Regions from separate parts of the Ovis aries genome. Here region 2 is linked to region 1. A link is a contact called in public Hi-C data. All regions are on one chromosome and are shown on one strand. The core of a region is the stretch at or near the end of the contact, and the rest is flanking DNA. Distances in the headings are between cores, read along the strand shown.

Region 1 (3,654 bases), core at 711-3,210:
GGACCTTATTTTATTAAGATGATAAAGATAGCACAGTATGGGTTGACAAACCTGGATGATGTGTGTGTTTAGTATAATTATGATTTTCTCTCTATTTTAACACAGATGAAAATGAAGATAATACACAAAATTAAAATAATGCAGCTAAAAAGTGAAATAAGCTCACATCTACACGAAACCAATGAGTTGTCATCAAACTAACGAGAAATACGGCTGAATGATGGTGACAGCCATTCTGGAGGCATCCTTTCCGGTAGGGTTGGTGGAGCACACGTGAGGAATACTTTGAGCTCCAGAAGAGTTGAGCTTCAAAGGGATTGGGTTCCAATAGCACCAGATCCTTGTATTTTATTTTTAAAAATAGCTAAAATACAGTATTTTGAAATAGATATAAAGGTACTCCAGCCTATGCAATCCCTATGTATGATTCAGTTGAAACAGTCTCCTAAAAGGCTGTGACAATTTTCAGGAAAAAGTTGCCTTTAGAGGGTTCCAGAAAACCTAACCCCAGTTCGCTCAAACTACCAAGTCGTCCTGTCTCTGAGATTCAGTTTAGGAATGTTTTTTTCTAGGAATATTCCAGTCATCAAGGTATGTGCCTGAGTGTGGTGGTTATGCAACTGGGGAGGCAGAGTGGGTTTGTGGAGAAGACAGGGTAGAAATTTATAGATTTCCCCTCTCCTACAAGTTCTCTGATAGATCTGTAAGTTTCAGATGCCCAGGTGAGCATAAACGCCAGACCTTCAGATCATTACACTCTGAAGCAGGGACCAAAAGCTGCATTGCCCGTGGGAGCTGCAGTCTGTGTTTGCCCTATTTTCTTTTTTTCGCCTCTCACATCTCTGACAGCTTAACTTGGCAGAGTTCATGAATAAGAGCACCAAGCTGATTACTTTGCATTTTCCTGTCACAGAAATGTTGTCTGTGCAGTCACTTGGAAAAAATGAATGTAAATTCCACAAAGGATCAAGTTCTTGCTTAGGAAGCTTTTTGCAAACTCATTAAATTGATGGCTTTTGGAGAGGGACCAAGGAGAGAAGCCATGATGGGGAAAAATTGTCAAGAAAGTGCTCAGTGTAATCTGCTTTCTAGAATAAGGTTTATACTGTGTATAATGACCAATGGGGAAAATATACATAAGGCTTGGAGAAATGTAGTAGCAGGAACTGTTAAACTAAAATTATAACATGCAGAAAAGGAGGGAGGGAGGAAGAAAGTAAGTTAAAATGCGTTTGACAAAACGCGAGCTAAGTCAACTTCAGTCATGTCCGACTCTTTGCAGTCCTATGAACTGTAGCCTACCAGGCTCCTCTGTCCATGCGATTCTCCAGGCAAGAATACTGGAGTGGGTTGCCATGCTCTCCTCCAAAGCATCCTCCTGGTCCAGGGATCGAACTTGTATCTCTTACCTCTCCTACATTGAGAGGTGGGTTCTTTACCATTAGGGCCACCTGGGAAGCCCTTTGCCAGTTAGCCACATACATTAATGTATATTCTTAGAAATACAAACTCTGCCAAATACTCAAAGCAGAAAGGTACTGAGAACTATTATGGGTCCACCCTTTTGCATGTAAAACATAAACCATTGTGGTCAAGCAGGCAGAGCTGAAAAATTAAGGGAAGCACTCAAAAATGTCAGAAGAATTTATCTCTCAAGAGGCTTATTTCAGATTACAAAAGGTCTAAGCCAGGGAGCAGCAAGGCCATTTATAAAGATGTTCTCCATAGGAAATGAAAAGGATGCGCTTTCTTCAGTTTCAGGCAGAATGTGGAGTAAAACTGATCCTGAATGGTACATTTCCCTTTAGCTTTTTATTCTGTCTGAGTATCAGCAGAAGTTTAACATATAAAGGTCCATGATGGGCCATCAAAATAAGATACGTGCATGTGTCCCAGGCGCGCACTGGCCCTAGGAGGTGCAAGGCGTGTAAAGGGGAGCAGTGCGCTGTTGTTGAACGTGGCTTTGTAGTGATGTTTCTGAGAGCCACCAGATGTCAGCATCCGACAACTCTCTGAAAGAGGCTCTGGCTTCCTTTTTTATTTTTCTCTGCGACAGACTTTCTGTTCAGCCATTTTCTCCAACCAGAGAGACAGTGAATGAGAAATTGTATAACATTTAAAATAACGCAGATAAAAATGGATGAAGATCAGCAATTCATTGGATATAACTGTTTTCCAGTCCTAAAGTTATGATATGTTGCTAAGTCACTTCAGTCGTGTCCAACTCTGTGTGACCCATAGACAGCAGCCCACCAGGCTCCTCTGTCCACGGGATTCTCCAGGCAAGAACACTGGAGTGGGTTGCCATTTCCTTCTCCAATGCATGCATGCATGCTAAGTCGCTTCAGTCGTGTCCGACTCTGTGCGACCCTATGGACAGCAGCCCACCAGGCTCCTCTGTCCACGGGATTTTCTAGGCAAGAATACTGGAGTGAGTTGCCGTTTCCTTCTCCTATGATATGTTAAGCAAAGTTATTAGTAAAACTATCAGCGTGCATGTGAGTGTGTATAATGTACATTGCCGTGGTATGAGAAAGAACCACTTCAAACAGTCTTACCCCCTTAAGCTCTTAACACATGCTTTCCATCTGCTGCATCAAGGGGAAAATGAGGATATCTGATTGTTTCTTTCCTGTTTTCACTCTTTTGTAAATTTAGCCCTTTCTACATTTTTGTGTGGTTATTTTTAGATCTCTCAACATTTTTGCAGAGCTAGTACTATCTTGAAGGCTAGAAAAGTCTCTTGCTGATCACATGTGCAAGGTAAAATCAGTGAATTTGTGAATGAATCAATGTAAGGAATTAATTAATTCATCCTAGGGAAATAATTTAAAGAGCAAGTCACGTCTCTTAAGCCAGACCATGAGTTTTGAAGAAGCTGTGTTGGAGAATCCGAATCATTAAGTTTCCTTCGACTACAGGTATTCTGAGTCTGCAGATGACAACTAAGGATTTACCATTTGCCTTTCCCCTTATGCCACTTCCTCTAAGCACCTGACTTTGGGGAGAGGAGAGCCAGAGACAGGAAGTTTCTGTGTTTCTCAACTGTGAAAGATATAATCAAGTGAGACCCATCAAAGTCCTCTGCTCACAGTCGACAAACGAATATTATACAAAGTCTATGTATGTGCAGGCGGCTGTTTTGGAGAAAGGGGGGCACAGGACTAGGGAATTTTGACACTCAACAAAAGTCCTAAAGATTAGCTATGCAGTGATTTTCTGCTGAGAACTGGCTACAGTTTGGGCGTATTTATCCCCCAGTTCCTTGGGTGAGGTCACTCTTTCAATCCCAATTCGAAAACAAGGTCTCCCCTTTTCTCTGAGAAACTGTAGCTACAGAATGAGATTGTAAAAATCTTTTCATTTAGCAGATGTGTATTCAGCCCAGCTCTCTGTGAAGCACTGTGCTAGGTTCCGTGGGGGGATACAAAGATGTATTCAAAACAGCCCCTGTTTCAAGAAGCTTAAAATGAATCATCTAATGAAACGACAACATATTTTAGTCTTAATGTCCCAGAATTCATTAATACTTGAAACTCCTAGAGCACAATTAGGGAGAGGATGCTGAATCATCTTGCTAAAAAATCCTCATTGGTACGTTTAATACACAGTGAAATCAGATCTTACCAGCTGACTTTTTATGATAAAGTAATT
Region 2 (3,654 bases), core at 561-3,060, 290 kb after region 1:
TGAAAAAAATATATATACAAGAGAGGGTGTGTGTGTGTATAGCATATTTGAGAAGGAAAAAGCAATACAGCAAAATAGAAGTAGCAAATGTTAACACGGGAATCTGGATAAAAGAAATCCTTTCCAATATTCTTGCAGCCTTCCTACAGGTCTGACATTATGTCAAAATAAGAAGTGAAAAAAGTGTAAAGCACTGCTTTTTTATCATTTTTTCTCAAGCAGTATCAGTATTATGATCTTCTTAGACATACTTTCAGTTAAAAGTTCAAAAATTTTTAACACACTCCTATTTAATCAAAGAATATTAACAAGAAAAATAGTTCTTATTCTCTGATATTGAAGATGTGCAGCATGGTTTACTCTGTATGGCCTTATGTATAAGCACCAGGTAGCCGTAACTAGACAATATCAACAACAGTAATCTATACATGGTATGCATATTTTAAAGGGCATAATATACGTACGTCTAATAATAGTTTAAGGTGTTAGAAAGTTTTAAGATTGATTTAACATCAATAGATAAACGAGAGAAGAATCTCTCACTGCCTTGAAATTCTGGTTCAATTTAATAAAGCAAAAATAGCCCCAAAGTTGCATCCAGACGCCTGTGAGTGACACGCGCTGCCAGTACCATCCTATTTTCACTTTGTGAAAATAGGTAACTAGGCCGTTTACTTTTGAAAAGACAATCTACAGCGTGACTTCTTCTAATGAAAACTTTTCTGTGCAAGGATTTATACCTTGTGTTTGGCTGCTCAGTGTCTTTCAGAGGACTGACTTTAGGCTAATGAAAAACTGACCATTCATTCAGTCATTTGAGAAACATATGTTGTTCACCTACTGCTACCTACAAGACATCCTGTTCAAGATGCTATAGGTATGGCAGTAATCAATATAGGCAAAGACCCTGCCTTTTTCTAGGGGGCATAGTGATGGATGGATCAATAGAAAGAAAGAAAGATGAGAGAGAGAGATGAATAGATTTCAGGTGTGGCTGATTGGTCTAAGGAGGACTAAAGCAGAAAGAGGATGGAAAGTATCCGGGAAAGAACTGATGTTTATATTATGTAGTCAGGAAGGACCGTCTAATGAGGTATCGTTTAATCAGAGATCTGAAGGAAGCAAAGGAGAAACGCACATAGAAATCTGGGAGAACGGTATGAAAAGGCAGAGGACACACCCGGAGTGAAGGCTAGTACTCAGAGACTCAGTTTTAAATTTACGATCTTGCTAGGCTCTCCCTCGGAGAAGGCGATGGCAGCCCACTCCAGTCCTCTTGCCTGGAAAATCCCATGGATGGAGGAGCCTGGTGGGTTGCAGTCCATGGGGTCGGGAAGAGTCGGACACGACTGAGTGACTTCACTTTCACTTTTCACTTTCATGCATTGGAGAAGGAAATGGCAACCCACTCCAGTTCCTGCCTGGAGAATCCCAGGGACGGGGGAGCCTGGTGGGCTGCCGTCTATGGGGTCGCACAGAGTCAGACACGACTGAAGCGACTTAGCAGCAGCAGCAGCAGCAGGCTCTCCCTACTGATAACTAAGAAAAACAAGGGGCCCAATGGCAGGCCTTTCCCCGCTCTGCGACTACAGCGCAGCCCCGTAAAGCCAGTCTGCAGCGTCAGTGCAGAGTGCTTCGGCGGTATATTTAACGTCGGAGGAGAAACTTTTATGTGAAGTGTATTTCATTCGGAATGGAAAATAAAATAAAAAACCTTAAAAGAAAAATCCGCCTCTCAAGTGATTGTGGCTGAGAGTACATCCCCACCAGAGGTCAGCCTAACCACACGAACGCACTGTGGAATGTGACACAAACACCATTTTCCTGAAATTGGGACTTAAATTTCTCCTTTCCTTCTTGTTTTCCAAAAGCATAATTGAAATGCTAAGCAGTGGCACCAGCTGTGCTGTCTTTGTTACCATGGCTGGCTCTTGGTGATAAATTCTGCTGCCGTCTTGGTTTGCCTGGGACTCCGGGGGGGTTCTCAGGACACTGGACCTACAGCTTTCAGTGCTGGAACCGGGGAAGTCCTGGGCAAACGGGGAGGAGGTGGTGCTCCACCGTGTGTATGTGTGTGTGTGTGTCCTCCACCGTGTGTGTGTGTGTGTGCTCCACCGTGTGTGTCTGTCCTCCGTGTGTGTGTGTGTCCTCCATGTTGTGTGTGTGCCCTCCACTGTGTGTGTGTGTCCTCCACCGCATGAGTGTGTGTGTCCTCCACCGCGTGTGTGTGTTTGTCCTCTGCGTGTGTGTGTCCTCCACCACGTGTGTGTGTGTGTGCCCTCTACCGTGTGTGTGTGCTCCACCGTGTGTGTGTGTCCTCCACCACATGAGTGTGTGTGTCCTCCACCGTGTGTGTGTGTCCTCCACTGTGTGTGTGTGTCCTCCACTGTGTGTGTGTGTGTCCTCCACCGTGTGTGTGTCCTCCACTGTGTGTGTGTCCTCCACCGTGTGTGTGTCCTCCACTGTGTGTGTGTGTGTCCTCCACCGTGTGTGTGTCCTCCACTGTGTGTGTGTCCTCCACCGTGTGTGTGTCCTCCACTGTGTGTGTGTGTGTCCTGCGCGTGTGTGTGTCCTCCACCATGTTGTGTGTGTGCCCTCTGCCATGTGTGTGTGTCCTTCACTGTGTGTGTGTCCTCCACCATATGTGTGTGTGTCCTCCACTGTGTGTGTGTGTGTCCTCCACCATGTGTGTGTGTCCTCCACCGTGTGTGTGTCCTCCACCATATGTGTGTGTGTGTCCTCCACTGTGTGTGTGTGTGTCCTCCACCATGTGTGTGTGTGTCCTCCACCGTGTGTGTGTCCTCCACCATATGTGTGTGTGTGTCCTCCACCGTGTGTGTGTGTGTCCTCCACCGTGTGTGTGTGTGTCCTCCACCGTGTGTGTGTCCTCCACCATATGTGTGTGTGTGTCCTCCACCGTGTGTGTGTGTGTCCTCCACCGTGTGTGTGTGTGTCCTCCACCGTGTGTGTGTGTGTCCTCCACCGTGTGTGTGTGTCCTCCACCGTGTGTGTGTGTGTCCTCCACCGTGTGTGTGTGTGTCCTCCACCGTGTGTGTGTGTCCTCCACCGTGTGTGTGTGTGTCCTCCACCGTGTGTGTGTGTGTCCTCCACCGTGTGTGTGTGTCCTCCACCGTGTATGTGCACACGTGCACCTGCGTTAGTTGCTCTCTGCAACCCAGTGGGCTGTAGCCCACCAGGCTCCTCTGTCCATGGAATTTTCCAGCCACAAAATCTGGTGTGGATAGCCATTCTTTTCTGCATGGGATCTTCCCGACCCGCGATGGAACCCAGGTCTCCTGCATTGCAGGCAGATTCTTTACCGTCTGAGCCACCAGGGAAGCCCCGCTATGGTGACTCCTAAACATTTGTGTTAGCAAAACTTTTTTTTTTTAATTTTGAAGCAGCTTAGCGACACAAAGTTCTGATTAGAAGGTCTACGAAACCAACTTTTAAATAAACTTGTTGGTAGTTTTGCTACAAGGAGACCTTGCTTTAAGAAACACTGCTTTTACGATTTTGTATTGAAGTTCTCTGAAAAGGATGGTATGTGATGTTAGCTCAAGAACGTAAACACACCCTGATTGAGCAGAATGATATATTACAATGACTTCATTTTATCTCCCCCTTAAAAAATTACTTTTACTTGGCAATAGC

The links. A called contact is a pair of places that touch in the nucleus more often than the background predicts.
Region 2: a contact with region 1 is called in a Hi-C map of hypothalamus, with 4 times the contacts expected there. The contact joins two enhancer-like sites. A contact is called at or near these places in 3 of 16 Hi-C or Micro-C datasets (blood, hypothalamus and omental adipose tissue).

The regions. Positions count from the first base shown.
Region 1 is chr26:6,538,736-6,542,389 of ARS-UI_Ramb_v3.0, forward strand. No RefSeq gene overlaps it. Among named protein-coding and RNA genes, the nearest start is that of DEFB108B, 43 kb to the left of the region's middle. Within about 2 kb of position 1,961, at least 12 of the 54 cell types and tissues checked have an H3K27ac peak or open chromatin away from gene starts, as enhancers often do. A contact at or near this core is called in hypothalamus, where this site is marked.
Region 2 is chr26:6,824,886-6,828,539 of ARS-UI_Ramb_v3.0, forward strand. No RefSeq gene overlaps it. Among named protein-coding and RNA genes, the nearest start is that of GPM6A, 15 kb to the left of the region's middle. Within about 2 kb of position 1,811, at least 15 of the 54 cell types and tissues checked have an H3K27ac peak or open chromatin away from gene starts, as enhancers often do. A contact at or near this core is called in hypothalamus, where this site is marked.